2 separate regions of the Anas platyrhynchos genome follow, and region 2 is linked to region 1. The links are chromatin contacts, called in public Hi-C maps. All regions are on one chromosome and are shown on one strand. The core of a region is the stretch at or near the end of the contact, and the rest is flanking DNA. Distances in the headings are between cores, read along the strand shown. Region 1 overlaps PHF21B (PHD finger protein 21B). Region 2 overlaps PHF21B (PHD finger protein 21B).

Evidence for each region. Hi-C and Micro-C count contacts between places; a contact is called where the count stands out from the background.
Region 2: a Hi-C map of small yellow follicle shows a contact between it and region 1, with 2.0 times the contacts expected there. The contact joins two enhancer-like sites. A contact is called at or near these places in 2 of 8 Hi-C or Micro-C datasets (F5 follicle and small yellow follicle).

What each region holds. Positions count from the first base shown.
Region 1 is chr1:72,362,543-72,370,392 of IASCAAS_PekinDuck_T2T, reverse strand. The region is part of intron 3 of PHF21B (PHD finger protein 21B); the gene reads right to left. Among named protein-coding and RNA genes, the nearest start is that of PHF21B, 44 kb to the right of the region's middle. Within about 2 kb of position 3,367, at least 3 of the 8 cell types and tissues checked have an H3K27ac peak or open chromatin away from gene starts, as enhancers often do. A contact at or near this core is called in F5 follicle and small yellow follicle, where this site is marked.
Region 2 is chr1:72,428,553-72,436,402 of IASCAAS_PekinDuck_T2T, reverse strand. It overlaps PHF21B (PHD finger protein 21B), which reads right to left. Exons shown (of 15, transcript XM_072041399.1): 4 at 4,229-4,552. Among named protein-coding and RNA genes, the nearest start is that of PHF21B, 110 kb to the right of the region's middle. Within about 2 kb of position 4,227, at least 4 of the 8 cell types and tissues checked have an H3K27ac peak or open chromatin away from gene starts, as enhancers often do. A contact at or near this core is called in F5 follicle and small yellow follicle, where this site is marked.

The DNA.
Region 1 (7,850 bases), core at 2,118-4,617:
CTCCAAGTTTCTCCATTCCCCAATTACATAGAGTGAATGCTATATAGAAAAATCAAAAACTGGCATTTTCAGGTCCTCAGTTCTGGGCAGATAATTCTATATCATCAGTATGTGAAACATGAACCTCTTTTAGCATGAGGTAGCCTTCTTGAGTGAGCAGGGTATTTATACCCCACTAATCACCATGCCATCCTGGTACCTTCACTTCCCTATCTCCTTCTCACCTCCCTGGTCTTTTTTCGTAGGAGCTGAAGCTCGACTCCACACTCGACACAGAACCATTGTCAAAGCTCTGCCAGCCCTTCCATCCCAAACCCTATTTTTTTTTCCTCTCTTTTTTAATCTGGGGCTTCTCTTTCCGCTGATTCAAAAACAGAGCAATCTTGCTCTGAGCTGAAAACATGGGAAGCGACATCATTCCTGTAGTATTTTCACCCACCAATTATCACCTTATTTTGCACTCTGAAAAAATGTACTTTGACATGGTTCCAGCTCATAAGGACACTCAGCAAGGCAGACTCTGGCCATGTTTATAGTCTTTATACCATGGCCTTTGCAATTTCCAGCTGGGCCAGGGGCCTGAAGGCTGCTTGAATTTGCACCACAGCTTTGAAAGCCAGGGAGAAGCAGAATGCTAAAGTGACCTACATTTCTCTTCACAATTTCTTAGCTTGACAGAAAACCAGCCAGTCTCAAGGCAGGATCTCAAAATACTTTGGCTTCATTCTGTGCTCTCAGACAACCACAGTGCCAAGTGGGAAAGAACAACAAACAAGGTGCTCTTGTAAGTGGTGGCCAAGTGGTGTCAGGTGGCTTGCAGAGGCTAGAACAGGGCAGCATTTCAGTTCTGCACTGCGTGTATCTGTCAGCACCTGTCCCTGTGCCACTACGCTCAGAAAAGCAGCAGTGCCAGATCCCCACACAAAAGCACTCCATGTCTCCCTTCTATTTCCAGGGATTTCCCAGGCTCCTGGGGGTTTTGTGTGAGGGGCAAGGCTCAGTACTAAATGGGACGTAGTCCCTAACAGGATGCTGTCAGCTCTTTTACAGGATTTGTAGCAAACTAAAAATAGCAGAGTAACACAATTATTTCTTTGTATTATAAGATTACATTTTTAAAAATAGATGCTGTTAGCTGAAAGCTGTGTTGAATGCCTCATTCATCCTAATACAGTGTCTAGGATAACAAACCCAATAAGAAGTCAATTTTATATCAATAATATCCACTCTTCCTCCTGTTTGCTTCTATTTCAGTCAGGTTAGGCACTAACAGATCAATTTCCAGATATAGACAGATTGTCATGATCCTGTTGGCCACTGGAACATGCCACCAAAGCCATGTGAAGAAATGTCAATCCTGGCAATTAATGAAATTTCAGTTCCAGGTTAGTAAAACTGAGATATAAGAAAAAGGGCAAACAAAGCCTTGACACCAAACACTTGTTTATTTCAAAAGAATTTGAGTAATATCTACCCATAATATATCATTCGTGCTCATTTCTCATGAAGATTTATAGACCCCAAGAAGGAATTCTAACATTGCTGACCTGACTTCTCTCCCCAGGACTTGGTCTTCATTGGTAAAATTACTGTTGTCAACAAGACTTTCCTTAATTTAAAGAAGATTGAAACCAGGAATATACCTCAAATTATGATCCTAAAGCACTGTTTAAGTAACGAAGAGGTCATGTATGGTATGTGGCAAAAGAAAAAAGAAGACAAAGTCAATTTCTAATTGTTGAATTTCATGAAATCATGCTGGTATGTGGTTCATATTGCTAATGGTAGTGAAGATCTCCTGAAACATCTGTACTGAGTTTTGGTAAATTACTTTGAGAAGAGATGTTGAAAGTTAGAAAGAGATCAGAAATCACAAAGTTATTCACAAGAATACAGATGGATTTTTATATGTCACAGCATCACAATCAACATGCCAACATGTTTACCTGATTTGTAACACAAGCAAATCTGCAACTTTAAAGTTGCCAATGTGACTGTGTCTCTTGACCAAAACACCCACTAGAAGCAGCAAAACATTAATGTTTTGAGAGAGAAGAAAACGCAGAAAAGAACTAATAACAATGATCTACTGTTCTAAAGAACCCCTTCATTTTCATCTCTTTGATCTCTCTACAAATATAAACCAGTGTTTTCAATGCTTGGGTCCCCGTTTTAACAAACAATAAACTGAATGATGCAGCCAAAGCCATATATGACTTCATGCTGAAGACAATGGGAATGCCTTCACTGGGAATGAGATGAAAGTCACAGTGAAAAAGCCACAAGGCTGCAAGGAGGAACCCTAGAGTCCTGGTTCCCACCCCTGTGTTCTACTTATTAGACAGTATTTTCCATTATTATTTGTGAACAAAGGATTTAAAGCACTCAGGCTGCAGATCAACAAGCACATACCCTCATTTGAGTGGAGGGTAAAATCACTTCACAGTAAAATGTTAAGCAACTGAAACTCAAAGCAGGTTAGATCTCTTTCAACCTGATCATATGTTTCCTTGGCTTTCAGAATATAATTTTTATATGGGAGGACTAAGGTCAAGTAATATTCCGCAGAATTGAATTTGCAAAGCTCATCTAGGTTATCTAGCCAAAGGTGGTCTTTCTAAAGCTGGTCAAGTGGGCTTCTAAGTGATCTTCGTCACCCCAGGAACTCCTGGGATACCGTATCTCAAGTTGCTTGCAAAGTTCTTTAGATTCTACAAGAAATCCTGCATCAGCTGACCATCATGATAGAGTATCAAGGACTATAGTGTATCTGCTCAAGTTCTTCCATTGCCAGCCAATATGTAATTCACTGCAATCCTAACAACGATATTTATTAGGGATACATGTACATAGTTGCCTTACCCCCTGTGATTATTTTATCAAGTGTCTCATGTTGAAAACAAAATAAAAAATAATTTTGTTTCATAAACTTCTTTCACTCATTTAATTGCCATCAGTATATAGGATTAAGTATCTCACTTAAAAGAAGAAAAAAAAAAAGACACTATAGTACTTTCTAAAACAACCTTCCACTATCCCATGCACTAAAAGACAATGTTTAAGCATAAATATTCTTTTTTGCAAAGCAAGAACTGCTTCGATCTCTTTGCTGCAGTTAATTGATACATTTTGGCATGTCAGAGGATCAGGGGGAAAAAAAAAAAAAAGTACAATCAGCCTGAAATTCTAACAAAAGTCTAAGAAAACCTTTCTCCTTGTGCATCCTGTGTTTATTCTTTCCACACTAGTCCTGAAAACAAAAGACCAATTTTCAAGGCAAAGGGCACCCAGGGGGACTTTATACGCATGGCATTTATCTTCTTAAAGTCCTCTTTCACAACTTTAAACCAATGGGTGATGTTAATTAAGCTGTACAAAAACCCCTCTGAATCTATTCTTCTAATTAAAGAACCACAACAAGAAACCACTGGTATGTTCCACTGGTCTTTAAGAATGTACACAAAAAGGCTGGAAGTCTCAGCACAAAGTTTCCTGAGACTATCACATGTTCCCCACATAAAATAATCAGGGATGGAGCTTCAGTTATCGGGGAATTCCCATTTTGGAAGCTAGTAAGATGCAGTGTTGGGCTGCTAGAGGGAACACGCAGCAGTAATCACACTAAAGAACTGATATGGAGGCAAATATATTGCCTTGCCATTGTGTCTACCCAGTTCTACCCTAGCCTGTCTCTACATTAAGACAGTTTACAAAAGGAAAGCTCTCTTTTAATCAGCTTAATGCAGCAGGCAGTTAATAGGGTGCATAAAAACATTGCTCTTTAAAACTTAAAAAAAAAAAAAAAAAGTTGCAGATTCCTTTCGCCTAGCTTTTAATTAAAAGGAGAGATGAGTTCTTAGATGGGAATGAAGCAGGCCTGTGGGGACATGCTCAGGACCCAGATGATGCTTAGACAATGCTTTCCATGCACTGAGATTGAGGATGGACTGTGACCACTGGGGTGCTGCTCCACTGCTACAGCTTCTGCTTCAAGTGGTCGTCAAAGCAAGTTCAGGCACAGTTCATCATTATTATTTCATCAATCAAATGTGCTATGCTCAGCTGGCAGGCAGTGAAGTAGGTTGTCACAGATGCATCCAAATCCAGGTCAAAGGAGGGTTTTGTTCTTCCAAAAAAAAATTAAAAAAAAAAAAATGTATATATATATATATATATATACATATATAAGTCCACTGCAGAATGAGATATTCCATACTAATCAAAACAGAAATGGTGGAAATAAATAAATACTTGAATCTTAAGATCCAGAAGAAGTTGACCAAAGGGAAAAAATAGCATACTTTTGTCTCTCTTGATATCCACTGGAAACACTTTATCTTCTTGGGTTCAAAGAAACTTCCATTAGGCAAAAATTCAATACTTGGTGCTACTTCTGCAAAAATGCCTTTGCTGCAAAAGACACAGAAGAAATCCTAGGCATTTGAGGAATTTTTTCTTCCCCAGAAGTCTTTTTGTTTGGTTTGAATACCAGAGACAAATGAAGGATACTTCCCTATCACTGGAATGCCCTCTAACCTTCGTTGCAACCCAGAGCCTCTGCTACAGGCAGCTTTGCTCTCCTGAGGCACTTATAGAGGTGCAGTGACCTCAGCAGACCTGAACCACACAGGTTTTCTTGCTCTCTGAAACAGCCAACTGCAAAACTCCTTTACGAGCCATGTCACTACAACTGAAGATAAACTCAAGCACTGCTGCTATTTTTAAAGCACACCCTTCTTTTACTCCAAAACCAATTTTTATATAACCTTCGTCTTACAGATATGTGAGTGGTGAGCAGCGCTGGCCTTTGAAATCTAGCAGCTTTGGAGCTGTTTAATGTTAGTTTAGTGTCTGTTCCTACAGACTGACAGTGATTATTTGAGGCACCAGATGGATCACAGAGACTTTTTAAATGAGTTATGCATATTTTGTGCCTCAGTTCTGTTAGCTCATGTCATGGATATTCTCACTTGTTTGCAGTCATTATATGCATGGCTTTGTATAACATTGATGGTAGGGGTGGATGACAAATATGTTTTCTTTTCAGAGGTTATCTGCTGACAAACAACTACCATTAATTCTGGCTCTCCATCTAAGACATAATGATTTAGCCCCCATCTCCTTCAGAAATTTATATTGGAAAGCATTTCAGAAAAGGAAGGGGTGTACCCTTCCTTGAAGGGCAGCCAATGAACTAAGATCTCAAGCAGGAGGAACAGTGCACAGCCAGCATCGCTCAACAAAATAACCAAAAGACTGATACAAAACCAGCAATAAACAAAAAGCTACAGATATTCAAGGAATGTTGGGAGCTGCAATCTCTGAAAAACAGAGATGCTTCTATATACAGTTTACAAGCCCATCCCTAATTTTCTTGATCACCTGAGAGAAGCTACAAGCTCCCATTATCTCTGGAGATATTGCAGACCCTCTCTCCACTCCAGCTTAGCCTTCTAGCTTTCATTTGTTCCTACAGCTCTGACCACAACGGGACCAAGAAACACTTTCAAAAACTATCTGAACACACACACCCTGTATTTCAGCACCATTTTGAGCCATGAGTCAGGAGAAGCAGGCACTCAAGGGTGCCTGGCAGACAGTGTGTTTTCCAGCAACACTCCAGCATCTGACTCTGCCACCTCTTTCCCCAAACAGCTGACCAGCCAAGCCTGACCCTGACTAACGTGCTGCATCTGTGTCGTGGTTTAACCTGGCTGGCAGCTAAACACCACACAGCCGTTTGCTCACCCTCCCCCCTCCCTCTCTGGGACGGGGGAGAGAAATGGAAAGTGAAGCCCGTGAGTTGACAAAGACAGTTTAATAAGACAGTAAAATAATAATAACAATAACAATAACAATAATAATAATAATAACAATAGCAATAATGCAATGATGATAATAATACTAATAATAATAATGTGTACAAACCAGTGATGCATAATGCAATTGCTCACCACCCGCTGACCGATGCCCAGCCTAACCCCGAGCAGTCCGGCGCCCCTCCCCCGGCTAGCCACCCCTATATATTGTTTAGCATGACGTCAGATGGTATGGAATACCCCTTTGGCTAGTTTGGGTTACCTGTCCTGGGTCTGTCCCCTCCCAGCTCTTGCTGCACCCCCAGCCTGCCCGTTGGCAGGACAGAGCAAGAAGCTGAGATGTCTTTGGCTTAGTATAAGCACTGCTCTGCAACAATTAAAACATCGGGGTGTTATCAGCACTCTTCTCATCCTAAGCCAAAACATAGCATTCTACCAGCTACTAGGAAGAAAATTAACTCTGTTCTAACTGAAACCAGGGCAATCTGGCACAGATGATTCTGGAGCAGGATACTGACCACTGCACACTGCTGCACTTGACTGTGGTGTCCAGTCTGCTTGAAGGAGAAGTGAAACAAGAGGTAAATTCTGTGAGACCTTTCTCTAAGCAAGAGACGCAACAGGTCTGACCATAAGATGTGAGTCAAAAAACTCTGGAATCAATAGGATTGACCTCTCCAAGCCTTGCATCTAACCCATCTGGTGCAACACCTCTTTTAAACTACTACTAATGTGTTTTAAAATGTATTAATGAACACTGTGCTCAGGAAAAGTTTGTGATGTTAAGCTCTCTGCTTAAAACACACTTTCAACTAAGCTCACACAGCTAGAACTTGTAGTACACTCCAACTACTATAACCCCAGTGGAAAGATGGTGTAATAAAAAGTCATGCAGCAGAATTTACCAGTCAGTGTTCTCATGACAAGCTACTGCTCCTTGACAAAAAGATTCATGAATATCTAAGGCTTTTCTGGAGTTTCAGTATTGGTATTTTCAGGGCTGCAAAGAACATTTTTCTTAATGTATAATTCATTTTATTATTCATGTGAAATATATCACACTTGTCTAGAAGTCATTTCTTTATAAATGTAGCTCATTGCATTATTTCAGGTCACACTAATACTGTGTGCTAGGTTTTATTAAAAATGTAGGTAACTTAGACTGCAGGATCTTGGGAGTGGAACTATCATTTTTGTTCTGCATTTCTGTAAAGGCCAGGACAAAGGATCTTGAGCTGTGATTGAGATTCATGGGAGTTGCCATGCTACTCATGAAATAGTAAGAAGAAAGCAACAGGTTTGTATTCTCATTACTTGTGTTAAAATTTCACAGCTAATAGTATTAGATCTCTTTTGTACATTTTAGAAAGATATATGGCATGAAATCAGGTCATCCTTTCTCACACCTGAAGTGACAGCACAAACACAAATATAAACATAAACAAAGGACAAAAGTCCTCCTGTGTTTTGAAACAAATCAGATTAATAAAAAATAGCATTAAAAAAAATAGTAATCATAGCTGTACGGTTAATGCCAGGCACTGCTTGAACGTAGACTTAAGAACACCTGTGTGGCTACATATTCCAATTCCATATTAAAACATGCTTGGTACACTTTTAAACTTTAATCTGTTAACTTTACTTCTGTGTATGCATAATACCTATTTCTGGGATAATTATAACAACTCTGCAATGTTTTAAGTATTTTGACATATGCAGAAGATAACAGCATATTTTAACTTGAACTGCAAAATACTAACAACATCAATCTGTGCGAGCACACTGAACTTCATAACATTTTAATAGACATCCACAACCTTTAGCATTAGTTAAGTAGCTGTACACATGCACTCAAGATAGTAAAAGACTACTAGAAGTATATCTTTTCAGTGTTTCATTTCAATTTACCCTATAAAAAGGGTATATCTGCTGGTTCAGAGTTCAGCTGCTCCTTGTTTTTCATATTTCACAACAAAATATGCAAATGAGATTCTCAAATCAGAGTACTGTCTTGTGACAAATTGTCCCAAA
Region 2 (7,850 bases), core at 2,978-5,477, 65 kb before region 1:
ATCATGCTACAAATAAATTATTCTGAAAAATGGCCATCACAGGCAAAGGTATGTTCTTACACTTTTGGAATGCAGTTTTTCTAGTAAATTGAATAAACAGACAGCTAAGAAGTATATATGAGCATCCTCCAATGTGTATAAAAGCCACTTTTTTGTGGAAAAAAAAATGGATACCCATGTAGGTTGCTCAGTCTAAAGAAGGATACAAGTATTTCTTTGAGCAATGGAGTTAATGAAGCATTTGTGGAGAACAGTTTACTACCTTGCCAAGAATTTATAGCCCTATAAATCCTCATACTGTATTTTACTTTGAAATAACCTCCCTGTATAAAGCCCCAAGATGCAACAGCATATATGCATGGGGAGGCTTGCCAAACTTTCCTCCAGCTGATTCAGGGAATACACGCATCAGAAGGAAAGAATGGAGAGGAGCAGAAGGCAGATTTTGTGTAGTCAGTTTTGGAGTCCTCATGGACAGGGAGTCAGTGCCACGCAAAGATCTTTTCTCATAGCCTCATAGAGTAAAAGGGGACAGAGCACCACACCCAGATGATGGATAAAGGCCAGCTCTTTTATTACCAGTATCCTAACGTTCCTGCATCTGATACCCGCTTCACATTTTGGAAGCCTTCAGGAGTTGCCGTAGGTGAGCAGTGCCCAGACAGCAGATGACAGGTACATACAGAGACCTCTGTCTCCGATGACAAAGCCAGAGCCAGGTCCAGCAGTGCTCTTGCTTCAGGGTTACGGGTAAGCCTAAACCCAGCAATGCTGTGCTGCCCAGAGATAGCTAAGCTGGCTGCAAACAACCTGTCTGGAACTACAGTGGTGCAGTTGCCAGAGAGGCAAAGGGTGCGTTGAGCAGTACCCAGCATGATGGTTCCAGGACATTGACTGCCTCTGCAGAGCCACTCTCTGCACTTCTGTGAGCTTCTGCGGAGCAGCTCTGTGTATCCACACCTTTGCACTTCACAGCCCAGTGCAGATATGCCCTCCCAGTGCTTTTTTCTTTCATTACAGCTCCCAAAAAGCAGCCAAGGGGGCTGACAGCTGTATCCCTCCTCTTTGCTGGTTCTCCTGATAGCTGAGTGATCCAACCATCCTTTGAAAAGCCGATAGGTTTTCTGCTTTTCCCAGAACTAGGTTCTGGGATGCCTGCTGGCCCTCAGTTTTGCTATTTGGAAGAGAATGAGGAGGTTGCAGAGGGGCATTTTCTTTACCCAGTGCATTGTTGCAGCACAGCAGATGGGACTTTGTCCTTCAGCAAAGCAATCTCGGATCATTCTGATCTGATTTGCTGATAGGAAACAGCAAATACCACGTAAATACGATTATAATCAAAACATAATTTGAGAGGTTATGGTAAAATTTGTTACAGTAAGAGTACTTTGTAGGTACAGGCATACTGCTGTCTTATAACTACCCAGTAGTTCTAGGGCATTCCCTATAAAAGCAATAGTTATACTCTGAAGGCAAAGCAACTTCTAGCGTGTATACAGCATATGCCAGCAAAATTCAGTTTATGCCAGCAAAACTCAGCTTTTGCCAACATAACTTGTTCCAGGTCAGACAAATGAAACTCTAAGCTTTGTTTCTCAGAGCTGGAGAAAGGGCTGTACACTCATGACATGCCTGCACGTAGACTTTCATCAGTGTAGCTCCATCAGTCATATCTTCATACACTGTATTGACACTGAAAGGCTGCCAAGGAAATGCATAGACCTAGCACTAGTTTCTTGAGCTCACGGTTTCTGATGCTTACAGATTTAAATCATGGTTAATACCACAATGTTTCCTGTTTCTAATAAAAGATGTGATAATATCTAAACAATCCTCTGGTGTCCATTATGCACATAGTTGTTTAGATACTTTTTTCGATGCAGATATGGCTTCTATTATAGCCAACGATGTTTCAAAATCACTTTAAAAATCTGCTTGGTAAACAACAGCCTAAAATGAAAGTGCTGACATACAGCTGCCCAAGTAAAAATTCTGTAACAAACTTATATTTAACCCTATCTATACTTAAAAGTTCTGTATTTAGATTATAGTGTTTGATGCCCTATTTTTTTCCACTGAATTTAATTTAGCATTTCATTCTTCCTGCTAGATACCACTTGAGATGACTGTATGCACATGCTGATCCCCTTAAATGCTTTTGAGCAGAAACTACTGTTCAGAAACTCATAACATTACATTACATGCCCTTGCCCTTTCCCTCACTTTGCAGATGCAGAGGAATAGGCTATACGACACCAGTAATCTCATTTACTACTATCAGTTTGCCACCTTAACCCAGTTTGCAGAAGGCCGTCATTATCCTCCATCTCACAAACTTCATACATTTTAGCTGGAAAAAAAATAATTCTGAGCCATAACAATACCGCCAAAAAAAAGGAAATGCTTATTAATAAATGTCAACAATGGAACAAGTTCCCTCTAAAATTGCAGTGCTAGTAGCTAAGGTGTTACTGCTATTGATCTGTAATCACCGCTCTGGGAACAATCAAGAATACTGAACATGAAGCAAGAACACTTTTTTTTTTTCATTTGACCAGAAGAAGAAACCTTGCAAAATAAATTTAATTTGGGTAGAAGAGTGATAATTAACATGCAATACAGCACTAAACTTCCCAACAGCTTAGGGCCAGAGGTCAGCTTGCATTTTTATACATTTACAATTCAATATTTCTAATTGTTTTTATCCATGCTTGCTGACTATTCTCAAAAGATTAAACTCCTATAGTCCTCTGCTTCAGAAATGTGCCATTGCTCAGCTTTTTATTCCATAATTTACTAACATAATGAGAGATACTAAATCACAAAATTACAGTTCTTGAAAACTTGTGAATGTGAAGACTTTTCTAAAAAAAACCACTGGACTTCTTCTTCCAGCAAAATAAAGGCAAACTCCACGTGCTGGACAATATTCCCACGCTATTTTGATGACAGCAAACTTCTGCTTAAAATGAAACTGTTCTTTGCAAAAAAAAAAAAAAAAAAAAAAAAAAAAAAAAAAAAAAGTCCTAGTACTGGGGCAATACTGCAGCTGCACCTGGGCTTTATTGCTGTGAGGTACAATACGCTGCTAAACACAGCACGTCTGGGGAAGTGGATGGTGGAAGTGGGACCTGTTTGCCCTTTTTAAAACATAAATGGGAAGCACCAAGGGTAATTCAGCAGCAGGACGGCTTACCAGGTCAGAAAGTCTTTCCTTTAACAACTTACCCAAATTTCAAGTTTGCAGCCAACTGTCCTAGTCTGTACTGTTCCCCAGCACCTGCGACTGCTATTTCATAATTCAGGCTAACTAGGCTAAACAGCGTTTCAAACTTCTTCTTCCACTGCTTAGATTCTTTTATTCCTATAGCAGGTAACAGTGACAGGAAAAGACAGTCACAAAATGATAGACTGTTGAAACACTGAAACTTTTATCATTCACGTGATTATCATTTATATAGTTATTTTCCAGAATTCTAGGAAGTCTCCACTGGAACAGCTTCAAGTATCCTTTCAATAAAGCACAAACACCTTCAATGAAGGAAACTATCCAGCGTGAATACAGAGGAGAGATCCCAAGTCGAATTCCCCATGCAGCTACCTCGATGTAAGCAAGGACATCATTAAGGACAGTGATGCTTCGGCAGGGACAAGACCACTTGGTTCCCCAGGTGGCTGGGTGTGCTTTCCCTGTTGCCAGAGGATGAAAAATGGGATGGCCATTCACTCACTCCTGCGTTTCGGACAGGGGGCTAACTGAGCACCCCGAAGCCTTAAGCCTGTAACATGAGGTGCACTTACAGACGTGTTCAGTCAGTTTGCCCTAATTCCTGCTATCCTCTTCCTTCCCCATCTTTGGACTCACACCCTGAGCCTGTGCACACACCAGGTACACCGCCACAGCCTCTAGTGCTGAAAGGAGGCGAGAGATTTTGCTCCGAGTTGGACACCCGAACCTTTCAGCCTCAGAATCACGCTCCGACTTCACAAGCTTCGCTCCCCGCCTCCCAAGCCCCTCGGGCTGCAGCAGCCCCTTCCCCACTGGGGCCATACCCTGCCCCTCAGGGCTCCCCCCGCCCCCAGCCACCCTGGGGCTCCCCCACGTCCCCGTGGGCCACCCCCTGCCCGTCTCCCGGAGGCCCCTCCCCGCCGCCGTGGCCCTCCCGCCCACAGCCCGCGGCGGCGGAGCCCCCCGCCTGCTCCCGACCCCGGCCCCGCCCGCCCTTACCTGTGCCCGGGAGCCGAAGTCGGGCGGGCGGCGAGCGGTCGCCAGCCGGGCTGGGGTCTGCAGGTTGATGGGGGAGCTCTGGGGGGGCTCCACGCCGCCCAGCCCGCCGTTGAGGTGCGCTGTCACCATCGCGATGGGCGCCTTGGCCGGCACGACGGAGATGGCCAGGTTCTGCGCGGGGCTGCCGCCGGGGCTCCCGCCGCCGCCGCCGGGTGCCTTGAGGAGCGCCGGGACGCCGCCGCCTCCGCCGCCGCCAGGCTTGGCGCTGCCGCTGGCGCCGCTGCCCACCAGCAGAGCCGCGGGGCGGCTCCTCACCGCCAGCTTCTGCCGGGGGAGAGGAGAGAGAGAGAGAGAGGCGCCATCGTCACCGGGACGAGGAAGGACCGGGGCCCCGCCGCCCGCCCGGCCGTGTCCGAGGGCGGCTGCCGCAGGGTGGCGAGAGGGGGAGGCCGGGCCAGGGCTCGTGGAGCAGAGCCCTCCAGCTGAGTTCCTCTTGGGCTCACCCCAAACGCCGCCCGAGCCCTTTCTCGACTCCCCTTAAACTCTACCTCTTCTTCTTCACAGCGCTGCTTTCAGGTTGCTCCAGAGTGGTTCCTCTCGTTTGTATCACCAACACCATCTAGGTAGGGTATCTCCTCTAAGCACTGTTTGAGATTTGTACAGCCACTGTGAAGCTGCCGTCTGGTGTCCGCTACTGCTGCTGTCTGGTACTTAATCCTGCAAAGGCTTCTGCCCGTATTTAACTTTATTCACAGCGTGGTCCTGAATTGGCTTTAGTGAAATTGCATCTACTGTGTAACCTTCCAGGAAGGTTCCACATTTGTAGGTCTGCTGCTGTACTAGCAAAGCCATTAAGAGTCTTGTCTACTTGATTAAAATACTGCATATATGTGTATGCGTGTGTGTATAAACACACAAGTGTGCTTAGTTCTTTTAAAAACGAAGACTGAAAACTGTTCTGGCCATAAGCAGAAGCTGTGTAGTACAAAACAGATGTTTAAGGAAATACCTACCTTCTTCCCTTTAAACCTGCTATATACTTTGAAGCTATAAAGCCTTAGTGGTCACACATGTTTGCTCTAGGGACCGTAGGTTTTGTGTTTGTATGAAATTAAAAGCATGCATTTTATTAGAGATAGCTGCTTCATTTTTATATAAAGAAACATTGTGGGTTTTTTTTCTTCAATACATCAACATTATTCTAGTAACTGTGACTTCATAGAAATTGTTTGAAGCTTTGTTTGGTTTTGTTTCATGCTTTTTTTTTTTTCTCCATTAACCTAACAGTCATCCCAGGAACCAATGGCAATGCTTTCCATATACTATGCTACTGTGTGTCATAGATCTTTTAAAGAAGAAGGGAGAATCTTTACTCTCAGCACAAAATTACATCTGTCTGTCAGTTTTAAAGTACTTTAGTGAAGGTTAACAGCTCAAGTGCATTTAATGTGTGTGCAGAAAGTTACTTACGACAAAATTCTGTAGAACTTGCATTTATCTGTTCCACTGGTGCTCCTTGCACTATCTCAGTGTCCTGGTAGTATGTTGTTCCAGATGCAAAACTACTGCATGCAGGACAGCTGAACACTGCCTCTTCCCAACTCTACTGAAAACTTCCTTGCATGGTGGCTTACAGCACAGTACAAAGCTTTCAAGTTAAGATTTCAGCTTTGTGGTTATGTCTTTGTTTTATGTCACGTGAACACCGCTAAAAGCTTACAGATGGCATGAAAACACCGTACGCTGTTACAGGGATGTAAATCCATTACTTAGAGTCCAGTGGAGTTAGTCCAGGAGTGAAATCCTAGTTCTGTTGCAGACAACCAGAGTTTTACTGCTGACACCAGTAGCCCTGTGACTTCTTTTTTGTGCAGCTAAGACTACTCTGCCCCTGAGGAGCCCATGTATTATTAAAATATATTTTAATGTTTGTCCCCCAAAAAGCAAACATATAGGTTACTAAATGAATGAACAACTTATGACAAATATTTGGTCTTATTGCACTGATTGCATATTTTCACTTAAATAAAACTTTTAATATGTAATCTCCTAATGGCATTAATACAGCTTTGCCTTTTTTTTCTCAGGCAACAGAAAACATCAAAGCAAACAAATCTCCAAGATCCCAAAAGATCAATATGTGGTAGATCAGTCGTACAGGCAAGTAAATAAATAGATTATTACTTTCCTGACAGAATTTAATAGCTAGTAATTGTTTTTTCTCTCGTTCCAATAGGGGAAAATATCCTGAGAAGTACAAAAGCAGAAATTCTGCAAACAAACAAACAAAATAAAATCACTACTCAAACAACCATCTGTCTATTTTCTGCCGTTCTCCCTACGTACATTAACAATGAGTTAGTTTTGTGACTCTTTGCACATGATACGTGTTAGTGTTTTGTCAATAAATTGAAAAAAATGTCTACGTGTATTTATGGAACAAAAAAAATATTAAAGGAAGTAAGTGCTACTGCTTGCTTCAAAGTCTAATTTGAGATAAACATTAAACACTCAATGTTGACTGTTCACCTCCTAGTGGAAAGCTTATGTTTTAATTTTGGTTCTTGACCTTTTGGGGGAAAATACAAAAAATACATGAATTCTGTCCCTGGGCTTGAAAGGACCAATCCACCCATGCCAGCTACTTCCACAGGGATCAATGGTATACGAATTTTATTTAAATAACTGCAAATTGTAGAAATTGAATATGAAAGCATACACAACAGATCAGGTGTTCCAGATAAGCTTCCAAAAAGGAGTTACAGAAACTGGGGAAACAGAGATATGGAATCTCTTCTGTGTCTCAGTTAATAACTTTCTGGAAAAAAAAAAAAAAAAAAAAAAACCTTCAAAAATGTCCCCCTTAATCAGATTATGCTAGTAAGAGAAGAGAGAGAATGCCCTTTTTCTTTGTAATGATCACTTTTACTTACAGAATCATAGAATGGCCTGGGTTGAAAATGACCTTAAAGATCATCTAGTTTCTACCCCCCTGCTCTGGGAGGGTTGCCAGCCACCAGAGCAGGCTGCCCAGAGCCACATCCAGCCTGGCCTTGAACGTCTCCAGGGATGGGGCATCCACAACCTCTCTGGACAACCTGTTCCAGTGCCTCACCACCCTGTGAGTGAAAAGCTTTCTCCAAATTTCTAACCCAAATCCCCCGTTTTAGTTTAAAACCATTCCCTCTTGACCTATCACTATTGTCCTATCACTATCCACACATATAAACAGGCGTTCACCCTCCTGTTTATATGCTCCCTTCAAGTACTGGAAAGCCGCAATGAGGTTTCCCCGGAGCCTTCTCTTCTCCAAGCTAAACAAATCCAATTCCCTCAACCTTTCTTCATAGGAGAGGTGCTCCAGCCCTCTGATCATCTTAGTGGCCCTACTCTGGGCCTGTTCCAAGAGCTTCATGTCCTTCTTGTGCTGGGGGTCCCAGGCCTGCACGCAGTACTCCAGGTAGAGGTCTCACAAGAGCAGAGTAGAGGGGGACAATCACCTCCCTTGATTTGCTGGACACCCCTTTTTTGATGCAGCCCAGGACATACTTCTGGACTGCAAGTGTGCGCTGCTGGTTCACATCCAGCCAGCTTATTTTCCAAGTCCTTTTCCACAGGGCTG